Linked DNA regions of Anas platyrhynchos: region 1 is linked to region 2. Evidence: chromatin contacts called from public Hi-C data. All regions are on one chromosome and are shown on one strand. The core of a region is the stretch at or near the end of the contact, and the rest is flanking DNA. Distances in the headings are between cores, read along the strand shown.

Region 1 (5,104 bases), core at 359-2,858, 82 kb before region 2:
AAAAGGGCTTGAAGTACCGCTGTGGTTAGCTTCGGTGGTTTTGATTAGTTACTGCACATTGGCTGCTGTGATTGTTTTATAGACCCCTCTAATGGGCTGAGACACGGAACTTTAAAATATCGTTTCACAATATCCCCAGGAATGGGCTACATATTCCTTCAACAATATTACAAAAAGCAGACTGGCTACGGGGGAAGAAAAAAAGAAAGTTAATAAAAAATGACAGTACGGCTGGCTCCCGGCCAAAGATCCATTTGAAAGTTATAAAATCCCCCTCAGATCAGATAAAAGCATGTATTATTATTGCAAGGTGTAAACTCAACACGCTGACACAGCTTCTGTTTTCAGTTTTAACTAAAACCCAGTCGCTTGTCAAGATGATAAGAGTTTTTGCCTATCTGCTTCCTTGGTGTTAACTGGTTATCAGAGAAAACAATTTGTCAGAGGTTTGTCTGACAAAGTTCACCATCAGCACAGGAAATGAGGCCCAAAAACATGATTTTTTTTTTTAACTCGCTGCTTGGCCATTAGAAAAATAACTCTGAAAATGCAGCATTCAGTGAATTTGCACTCCCCCACCACCCTGCACAGCCTTTGCTTCAACCTTCCACCTCTCCTCCTTCCCTAAAAATGATTCTTAGACCTCGGTTCACCCCGTGCTAACCATCTCCTGACAATATTCCCAACCATCAGGTTTGCACAAATACAAATTTTCAGCATCGAGTGTGCAAGCGTGGGCGAGCAATTCTCCCTTTGCTTTTGCTTTGACCCAGGGATTTCTCCTCATCCCCACACTCCGGCTCCTTTTCCTTATCTGTGAGGCAAGGTCAGCATTATTTATATCCTCGGGGTTCATTGTAGAGAGCAGCTTGGTTAATTCAGCATTTGATACGAAGACTGTTGAGCCTCTAGAGTGCTTTGGGGAAGCTCCTGCAGTACGGCACTCGGGGAAAGGAGCGATGGAGACTTGAGCGCTCTCCTCTCCCAGGAGCTGTAAGAAGAAGTTTATCACATTAGCCTTGATAAAAGGACTCAAGCAGGCGAGTCCTCCAGGTCAGCTGCACAATAAAAGACAGAAAGCCGTTTTTTTGGAAGTCCTTTATGGAGCAAAGTGTTGATTTAGGCTTCTGTGTGATCTAGCCTCCAGAACAAGCTATCGGCACGCAGGCATCAAAAGCAGCTCGGTTATGCGATTAAAAAGTGCGTTTATCACATTTACACCGAGGGGAGAAGCTGAAAATTGGATAAGCTGCCTAAAAGCAGGAGGAGGACCGCTGTTGTACAAGGTATTTCAAACTCATCGAAGCCTGTGGCTCTGACAGCTCCACAGCTCGGCTTTGGTTAACTGGGACAAACCAAAAGGGCTGCGTAAGCCGATTCCGAAGCGTCTCGGTGTTTCTACTCTCATTTTTCCAGGCCATTTGAAGCTGCCGGTATACTGAGAAACACTGCCCGACATCGTCATCTGATGGGTTAGCAATGGGAAGGGAGGGAGAATGAGGGCTCATCAGGTCCTGGATCTCTGCTCTGCTCTTATCTTGACCACGCTGACCCTCGAGAAGTTATACAGCCGGAGGAGTGCTGACCCCCATATCTTGGTCTCTGATTAAACGCCTTTCTTCTGTTCTCTGTGGGAGTTGCCACGCTGCTGTTTCACACACCCTCTCTCTGGGCCTTGCTAGGCGTTGTGGAGATAAGTTTCCTTTCAAGATTCTGCTTTTGTTTCCATTTATCGGCCTGGTTTGGGTTTTTTTCAAGGTTCTGAGAAGCCGGTAAGGTTCAAAGCACCTATCTGAGATGGTCCCGATTAGCCCGGAACACACAAAGACCCATCGGAATAAAGGGACAAAGCCCCGAGCCCTGAGTCCTGGACAAAACATCTTTAGGTTTTGAAGCAAGGCAGCTTGTAAGTCTCTTAAATGAGACCTGGGAAGATCTGCAGAGCAGATCCGCAGTCAGAAACGATCCTCGGCCGTACTCAGGACAACCCAGGATAGCAGGTGCTGAACCTCAAGGGCATCGAAGCAGCGGGCAGCCTTCCAGCAGCTCAAGCCAAGGCATGGATCTTCTCTTCCAATGCCCCTCTGTAAGACAGACACCTTGCTCGTGGCGGTGGCTCCAGGTAATGCCACCAGCACCGAGGACTCATCTGCTCTGCGATGCAGCCGAAGGCACGTTCATGGGGCTGTGCGGGTGCTGAGCTCTGTGCCCTGCCCATGCAGTGCATCACACCAGGACATTAAGTTTAGGCGTACCAGGAAGGATAAGGACAGAAAAACACCAAGCAATGGCCTAACAGAGAGGTCTCCATCTCCGCAGGCTCAAGGACACGTCTGATGAACGCATGCTACGGATGGGCTCTGTAATGCCAACCACGCCTGGGAAGAACCTGTTGGACTAACGGGTATCTTGAGAGCCTTCCTTTGCCGCTTTGGGGTATTTTCTTGGTTGTTGATTGTTGGTTTTGTTTAGTTCTTTATGACAGAGAAATGTTTTTGCAGTAGGAAGCTGAAGGGGTTCACTCAAAGTGCCATCAGCTTCAGCATACAAGGGTAACTTCAGAGCTAGGTACCAATGTACCGAAATCCTAGGCAGCAAGACTGGGTAAGAATCCTAGGAGTTAAAGAATGAACCCAAAAATGGAGAGAAATGCCCTATGAGATTGTTCGTATCTCTTGGGGGACAGAAACAACAACAGTACCTCCACCTCTGGAAGATTAAACACGCACAAAGCAAAGTCCTTCTTGCAACAAAGAACACTTCATTCTGTTTAGGAATAACCCCTATGGTTTTTTTGATGAGAAACCCGCAAAACAGATGTCAAAAGCCAGTCTTTGTGGCTCAGCCCTTTTCTTGTTAAGAGCTAAATGGCTTTTTCGAGAATAATCATCTTCTCCGTGATCCATGAGCTTTAGGGTAGTAGTAGAAGAAAGAAGAACATTATTGTGTTATTTCTGGTTTTAATTAATCGGAATTAAATAGCTGCTGCTTCTCCAAGCATGTTGACTATACGGGGTGTTTAATCCCATATGAAAAGTTTCACTGAAGATCACTTTACAGAAGAGCTTATATTTCATTTGGCTGCCTTCGTGTCACCCAGATTCCTTTGACACTGTTAAATTTGTGCTGAAATTTTCTGTTGATAAACTACTTCTTACCAAGGAGTTGTTCGCCAGGGATACGACTGCTGGGCACGAGGCTTGGGGATTTGGAGACGAGATTTTGGGAGTTATTCATCACACAGCATTACTGTCCATAAACCCCACTCCCCAAACTCAAACAACACTTTGTGTGTGTTTGTTTTTAACTTAAAAAACTTTCTAGTCCAGCTATGAGATAATTCTCCTCTACCATAGTGAATTCCCAAGACTTTTTGTCCCAACCTCAATAAATAACATTTGCTCCCGTCACAATTTTTAGCATTTAAACTAGAAAGGCTGCAAACAGTTGTAAATAAATCAAAACTTGATCTCACCTTGCTTCTTTAGGTTGACAAAATATTTGTTTTTTTAAAGCATGAGCAGTTATTGGAGAATTCATTAAAATTTCACATTAAAAAATATTCCATATTTGCTGACCGAGCTTTCAAAACTCAGAGAAATCACTCAAGTCCCTAAATCTGTTATTTACTGGACATGAACTGCCCTCTAAAGGCTAATGGGGAAACTGCAGAGAACTTCTCAAAGCCAACGCTTCCCTCTCAGCCATAATCCCGTTCATTTTTGTGTACGACCAGAGCCAGAAACGAAGACATGAAAGAACTGTTATATAGCCTCTTATTTTCTTTACCTCCCTTCCCTCTCCCCGCAGCTCACCTCCCGTTCAACTGCTCGAGAGGATCCCAGGACAACACAACCAAAAACCTACGTGAGCTCAGCCCACACAGCCACAATCCTGGCCCCGTTAAACTCAAACAAACTCTACCACTGCCCTCACGGAGCCAGGATCCCACCCCTATCGGTACGGTTTTCTTCCATGCCAACAGAGATGAGGGTAAATCAGACGTGTCCAGGCACTGGGTGGAATCCCACCTATTTTATTCCGTTCAGTTTTATTTTAGGAGTCACCGGCCTGGTCAGCAGCACCACCGGTGCAGCGTGACGCCACCAGCTCGCTAGGAATATCCATCCTGGTTGGTCCAACCATAAAAACAATCCCGCAGGGGAGCCTTTGACCTCAATAACGTTGACATTTCCATCTCAAACAAGGGCTCGGCCACAGCTGGCAGACGGGAGGGTGTTACAGCTGGCTCTCTGCTGCTTGTTTCATAAGAGACAATATACGCAGCCATTCCAACCCCCAGCGCCTCCAGCTCATCCAAACGGACGTGCCGCAGCAGCATCCCTTGTGGCACGCCGTTGTTTGGGTTGTTTGAAGCCTCTTTCTCCCCCCTCCAAACGTGCCCGACCCTGACATCCCTGCTAAAAAAGCCACCGGCGCGGAAAAGCTCAGCGCTGCCATGCATTAGGTCCCAATATGCATCTTCGGGTCCTGTTACGTATTATTTCATAAACCCTGCTTATAAATTCAGAAAGCATGATCCTGCATAAAGCTTTTACGCAAATTAAATGCATATCCCATAGAATAATGTTTTAATTTTGCATGCTGTGCCTTTACATTGCAATTACTCACTACCAGTAGAGCACAAAGCGAAAGAGGAGCCGTGGTAAGCCTGTGGCTGCTCAAAAGTGATCACTCGACCGCTGATAGAGAAATTTATTGTAACAGAATACTCTGCTAGCCCGGAAGCCTGCAATCTCACCCTGTGTGCAATCACCATAATGCAGCCGTATCGCTTTCATCAGGCCAGGAGGGGTTTTTCAGATCTAGACATCTTGAAAGCTGTGCGCTAAGCTCCCCCTCCGAAATCTCTACGCGGGGACCCTAAATGGGAGCCGGGGTCTTAACATCCTCCGGCAGCATTAACGGCACGGCAAGTGCCACGTGCTTTCCAAGCAGGTTGCTTTCATTACGATACCTTCATAAGGATTATAATAATCCACTATTCTGGATTGCAACTTTGGGCCAAAGTACCTGTCAAAGACAACGTGATGTATTGCATGAGCCCATCTTGCCGGCAGACACAGCGTTGGAAAAGGGCTTT
Region 2 (5,115 bases), core at 1,163-3,662:
TGAAGATCAAGCGGGGAATCCTCTTCTTGCTTTAATTCTGGTAGTTAAATGGAGATTAAATCCACTGTTTTCCCATATCACCCCCATAGGTTCACATTTATATCATGAATACGGAGGAAGAAGCAATTCCTTTTTCTTTTCTTTTTTCGGTAAAGTATGAAACATTTAATCATAAATACCTTTCATATTGTAGTTTAGGAAGCATTCCCACGTGCATTTTTCCTATCTAGACCCACCATGAATTTTACCCCTTAACCCTATTTTCAGTCTACAACCAAAACCCTTTCAATCGCCGTAAAATTCATCAAGCTATTAGCAATATCTCATTATGACAAGGTCCTGGAGTAAAGAACAAAGCAAATCTGAAAAGCACTGCTATTATCTGGCAGGATAACCGGTTTGATAGCAGGGGGGAGCTGCCCATGTGCACCTTGATTTGGGCAAGGCACAGCCCTAGCAGCTGTAGCCCTCAGAGCGCTGTGCAGAAATTACCATAAACCACACGCGCACCCCACTCAAAAACCATTCTGAAGGCGAAGTTGCTTGTCAATGACTGGGCTCAACCAGAAGGGGCTTTTCAACAGTGCTTCCACATGAATTTCTTCCGAGCCTGGTTTTCTTCAGCGGTTTTATTAGTAAATTGGAAAGTATAATACAAGCTGTACTTTCGAAATACGGCGGTAGCGCCGAAGCGAGGGCGGCCACGAGCCTGCTGGAAAGCAGCAGCCAAAGACCTCGAGAGACTGGGAGCACGACCAGAAGCTGCAAAGGTGAACATGGGTTAAAGTGCACACGAGGCAGAGACCAAGGAAAGGTGAAAGCAGCAGCAGGGGTAGAACAGGACCAGAGGGAAGAAGGGGCTTCTGCGGGATGGCAGTCACCAGCACGGCACCATATTTATTGGCCTAGGAAGAAAAGCTGGAAGAATTGGGCTTTGATTTGAAGGACAAGCAGAATGAGGACATGCCGAATTAATAACAAGCTTTATCAGGCAGACAGAGAGGCATCCAGCACAGCCAGGCCCAGGAAGCCACCCTGGCAAAAGAGCAGGGCAGGTGCCAGGCAGCATGTGGGTGGAAGATCAGAAAAGCAGACAAAAATCATTGTATGGGAGCAAAGTAGGGGTATTAACATGCAGAAACCTTGTCTTTTGGAAAATGTATTTTAGGTATGGCCTATGGCATCATACATAACGTCTGTACACACCTGAGATCAGCCACTGTGTTCACAGAACAGAAGATCCTACTGACCCCCATCACCCACACAGTGCTGAGAAGCTTGCAGACCCAGGCCCCAGGACAAGGTACAAGGCACAAACCACCCCAAAAAGCCACCACTGGGCTGAACGCCATCTCATTTGGGATAAAGCAGAGCCAGGCAGCAAGAACTGAGATGCTGGGAGCACCTCGCTGGTCCTGCTGCACATCCACGGCCGTGCCAGCGTGCAGTGCAGGTGCAAGTTATCCCCTTCTAATTCCCTCTCACCCCTCCATGTGGAAGCTATTTCTCACGCTAAAAGCCGTGCACACAAAAACAATGGGAGTTTGGCCACGTCTCACGCCCAAAACTTGGCAAGATGAAGGCCATCTCCATCACCAGGAAGAGGGTTCTGGAGAAAAGCACGTTTTGTCGACTGGATGCTGCTGGCCTCCCGCTGGTTATTTACCCTACCAGCAGCACAGGAAAGGGAGACACTCGACAATGAGGATGAGAGGCACGCTTCCAAAGCATCCACAAATAAAGTTACTGATAACAAAATATCTTTTTTTTTTTTAAATAAACTTTACAGGATTAGTATTTGAGTCATTACATCTATAAAAGCAGATTAGATTACCACAGAAAAATGTTAATGTCTATGCTTGCTGTGTTATTGCCCAATAAAAGTCTTCTTCCCCCTGCTAACAAAGTTCATTTTGTTGTCTTATGCATTGTTTAAACAAGGCGATTTTGGTTGTGTGCGTGCATTCTTGGCTCTAGGACTCGGGCCCTCGTTTCTGCTGTGAAGCAGTGTTGTCATAGCATCCAGCAGAGGCACAACAAATCCCCGAGACGTGCCCGAGATTAAAAGCACTGCATTAGAAAACCATACAAGGCGCACTCGAATCGACAGCAGGGTGATGGAGAACATCCACACTCGCACCAGAACTTCTCCAAAGCACCGGGGTGGCCGTTCTGGTGAATTCACACCTGGTCCTTGATGCCCAAAAGCAGCCTCAGCTCCACCTCGGGAGGCACCGAGCACAAACAGCTCTTGGCACGGGCAACCTGGAGGCTCCAGCCCCTCTCTGCTCACAGAGGAGTGTGCCAGGTCAACCCAAGGCCTGAATAAACAGACAGGAGCTCAAGGAGCCCTCCACTGCCACTTTATTGTGTTGAGACGTTCCCAGCTTGCAGCAGCAGCTCTGCATGCAGCTCTGCCAGGGGAAAGCTCCTGCTCCGGTCCCGTTAACACTCCTGCCCTCCTGCTGCAGCCTCTCCTGCCCCACCAGCATCCTGCGGGAGTGAAGGTGCTTTAGAAAAGAAGCCTGAAAAGTTTCTTTAACTTACATCAGTGTAATCAAACCAGATTAATCACACAAGTGGCTCCCAGGAGGAAACCTCGCACAGCTTCTGCCAGAGATGAGCACCTTGCTGCCCGTTTCTCCCATCAGTGCTAGCTGAGCAAGAGGCTCTCTCTCATTTACAGCTGAGTAATTGCTTCCTAAAACTCACGTGCAGCTCGCAGATTAGGGAACACGTCGGATTTGGCTGCCTAAATATAGATGTGAAACAGCAGCCTAGGGTCTGGCAGCTTTGAGAGCAGACCCCACACCCGGTGCTCAGGGTGTATCTGTTAGTGCCCAAGACCTAAATAAAAATATATATATAATAAAAACAGAACAAGCTTAGTTAGCCTTGCTGAGCTGAAACCCCTCTAGAGAGCTCCGTACAGGAGGCACTAACCCTGCCTTAAACCCCTGGCATCCAGGGTTGAGGTTCTGGGACTCAAAGGCTGAGTTTGGGGTGAGCAAACCCCTCCTTCCCCTCGGATCTCAGCCTCAGCCCCGAGCTGCTGCTCACTTCTGAGCTGCAGGGCTGCAAGCGAAAGCCCGTCCTCTTTCTAACTAGAGATGCCTCCTCTGGCAAACTCATCTGGAGGACATGAGGCAGTAACAGCAACATCCTCGGGGAGGGAAGCTGGATTAAGAGGCAGCAGTGTTTGGGATGTACGACTACCAGAGGAGGCCCAGGCTGACATTCCCACGAAAATATTTCTGCCTGTTGGAGAGAGGAGAAATAGTAATGGGCTTAAATTGCCCAGGAGAATTAGGTTAAACATTAGACAAAGCTTTCTAACTGCACGAGTGGCAGAAAACCAAAACCGAACATCTAGGCACGCTATAGGACCTCGTTAAAGCCATCATTTCTAAGAACAAGTCAGAAAAACATCCAGCGGGGACAGGTCGGACACATTTGCTCCTGGACCTCCTCAGACAGGGAGAGGATGAGCAGCTTCTTGAGGTTCCCTGTAGCTCCCCCCCACACCTTTTTTTATTTTTTAATAGGGTCTGAGCTGAATAGCTGAAACTGTTTGGAAAGCACCTGATCTTAGCCAACGCTGTACGACGTCCCGAAGCTGGAAGAAATGGTGTCTCTGGCTCTGGGTAGGGAAGCCTTTTGTTTTTTTTTAAAAGGACTTCAAAGAACCCAATTCCACTTTCACTGACGACAACAGACAAATTCCCATTTCCTTCATTTGTACAAGATCAGGTCTTTGGTTATAAAATGCTCTAAAGCCTCCTTGAGCGTTCATTTCTGACAACAAAGACTTTGGGACTATACGTTAGTGGAAAAACGGAGCCACCATAAAGCCACAGCCGTCTCCGGGGTAGGATATAGCTGCTCTGTGCCAGCAAGACTCCGAAGGAAACGAGGAATAATTACCCTAATTGAAAAATATAATGGAACAACTCGGCTATAATGTCCCTATTAAAGAACGACTCTCAGACGATAAAAGACACGGACAGGGAGAGCTTGAACAAATTAGCGCTCAGCCTCCAGACGAGCCAGGAAACGTAAGGAGCGACCCCAAGCCAGGCAAGGCAGAGCAGCCAGAGCAAGCACGAACGCCCCCAGCTGAGGCGAAGATGGAGAGAACTGGCCACGAGCAGAGCTTTCAACCTCCCTCCTTCTTCTGCGAGCACAATGGAAACAATTCCCCCAAGAACAAAAGCGATGCGTCAGCGGGCCCGGCTCTCTCAAGCTCTTTCAAGTTGGGAGGACACTTGATTTGCACCATGTGTAGGGTAGGAATGCTAGCGAGAACCCAGCGAGAGATAAATTTCGCCCCGTCCAAGCTGGTTGACATTAAGAGGGAGATGAATCATCTTTTACAGCGCCTGTAAACAACACAATTTAGAGAGGAGGAAATCTAACGCTACACCCTCATCGCGCTTACTCGCAGGAAGTCCCCCAACGTTTCCACCACATGTACTATTGTCGGGAGAAGTGGCGAAATAAGGGGGCAGACACAAAGCCACAAGCAGCGGAGGATGTGGACTCCAAGCCACCGCAAATGTTCCAACCTCCCTTGTGCTGCGCCCGCAGCGGCGTTGCGGCACGTCGAGCCCCGAGCAGGCTGAGGCTGGGCCGAGGGGACACGCTCGGGGTCAGGGAGGAGATGGCCATCAGATGTGCTGCTCACAACGGGGCACGAAGCTCTGGCTCCAGCTGATTCTCGCTCTGATGACTTCTGAAGGGGGAAAGCAGATCTTAACCCGCTGCACGGTGGGTTACCTTTATTTGGGAACTCACACGAAGGAAATACCAGCTCCAGAGCAGTGAACGTGCAAATCCCAGAGGGGCACGAGTCCCAGAAGATGCCTAAAGGTGACTACAGAAGATCACTGGCTAGAAAAAGTGCCTTGGACATGGCATGACGCTATGAGATCTCTCCACCTGGCTTATTCAGAAGGGAGATTGAGAAGCAATTTAATTACTAGATGCAAGTACATCCCATAAATAGATATTTTTAAAGAACCACCCACACCCATATCATCCATATCAGGTACCAAGGAGCTGATTCATTCAGGGAGGGCAAAAAAAAAGACAGCACGATGACTGCAGTCCCAAACC

Evidence for each region. A called contact is a pair of places that touch in the nucleus more often than the background predicts.
Region 1: a contact with region 2 is called in a Hi-C map of skeletal muscle, with 3 times the contacts expected there. The contact joins two enhancer-like sites. A contact is called at or near these places in 2 of 8 Hi-C or Micro-C datasets (liver and skeletal muscle).

What each region holds. Positions count from the first base shown.
Region 1 is chr4:78,259,930-78,265,033 of IASCAAS_PekinDuck_T2T, reverse strand. The region is part of intron 7 of EXOC6B (exocyst complex component 6B); the gene reads right to left. Among named protein-coding and RNA genes, the nearest start is that of EXOC6B, 110 kb to the right of the region's middle. Within about 2 kb of position 1,608, at least 3 of the 8 cell types and tissues checked have an H3K27ac peak or open chromatin away from gene starts, as enhancers often do.
Region 2 is chr4:78,178,253-78,183,367 of IASCAAS_PekinDuck_T2T, reverse strand. The region is part of intron 1 of EXOC6B (exocyst complex component 6B); the gene reads right to left. Among named protein-coding and RNA genes, the nearest start is that of EXOC6B, 33 kb to the right of the region's middle. Within about 2 kb of position 2,412, at least 2 of the 8 cell types and tissues checked have an H3K27ac peak or open chromatin away from gene starts, as enhancers often do.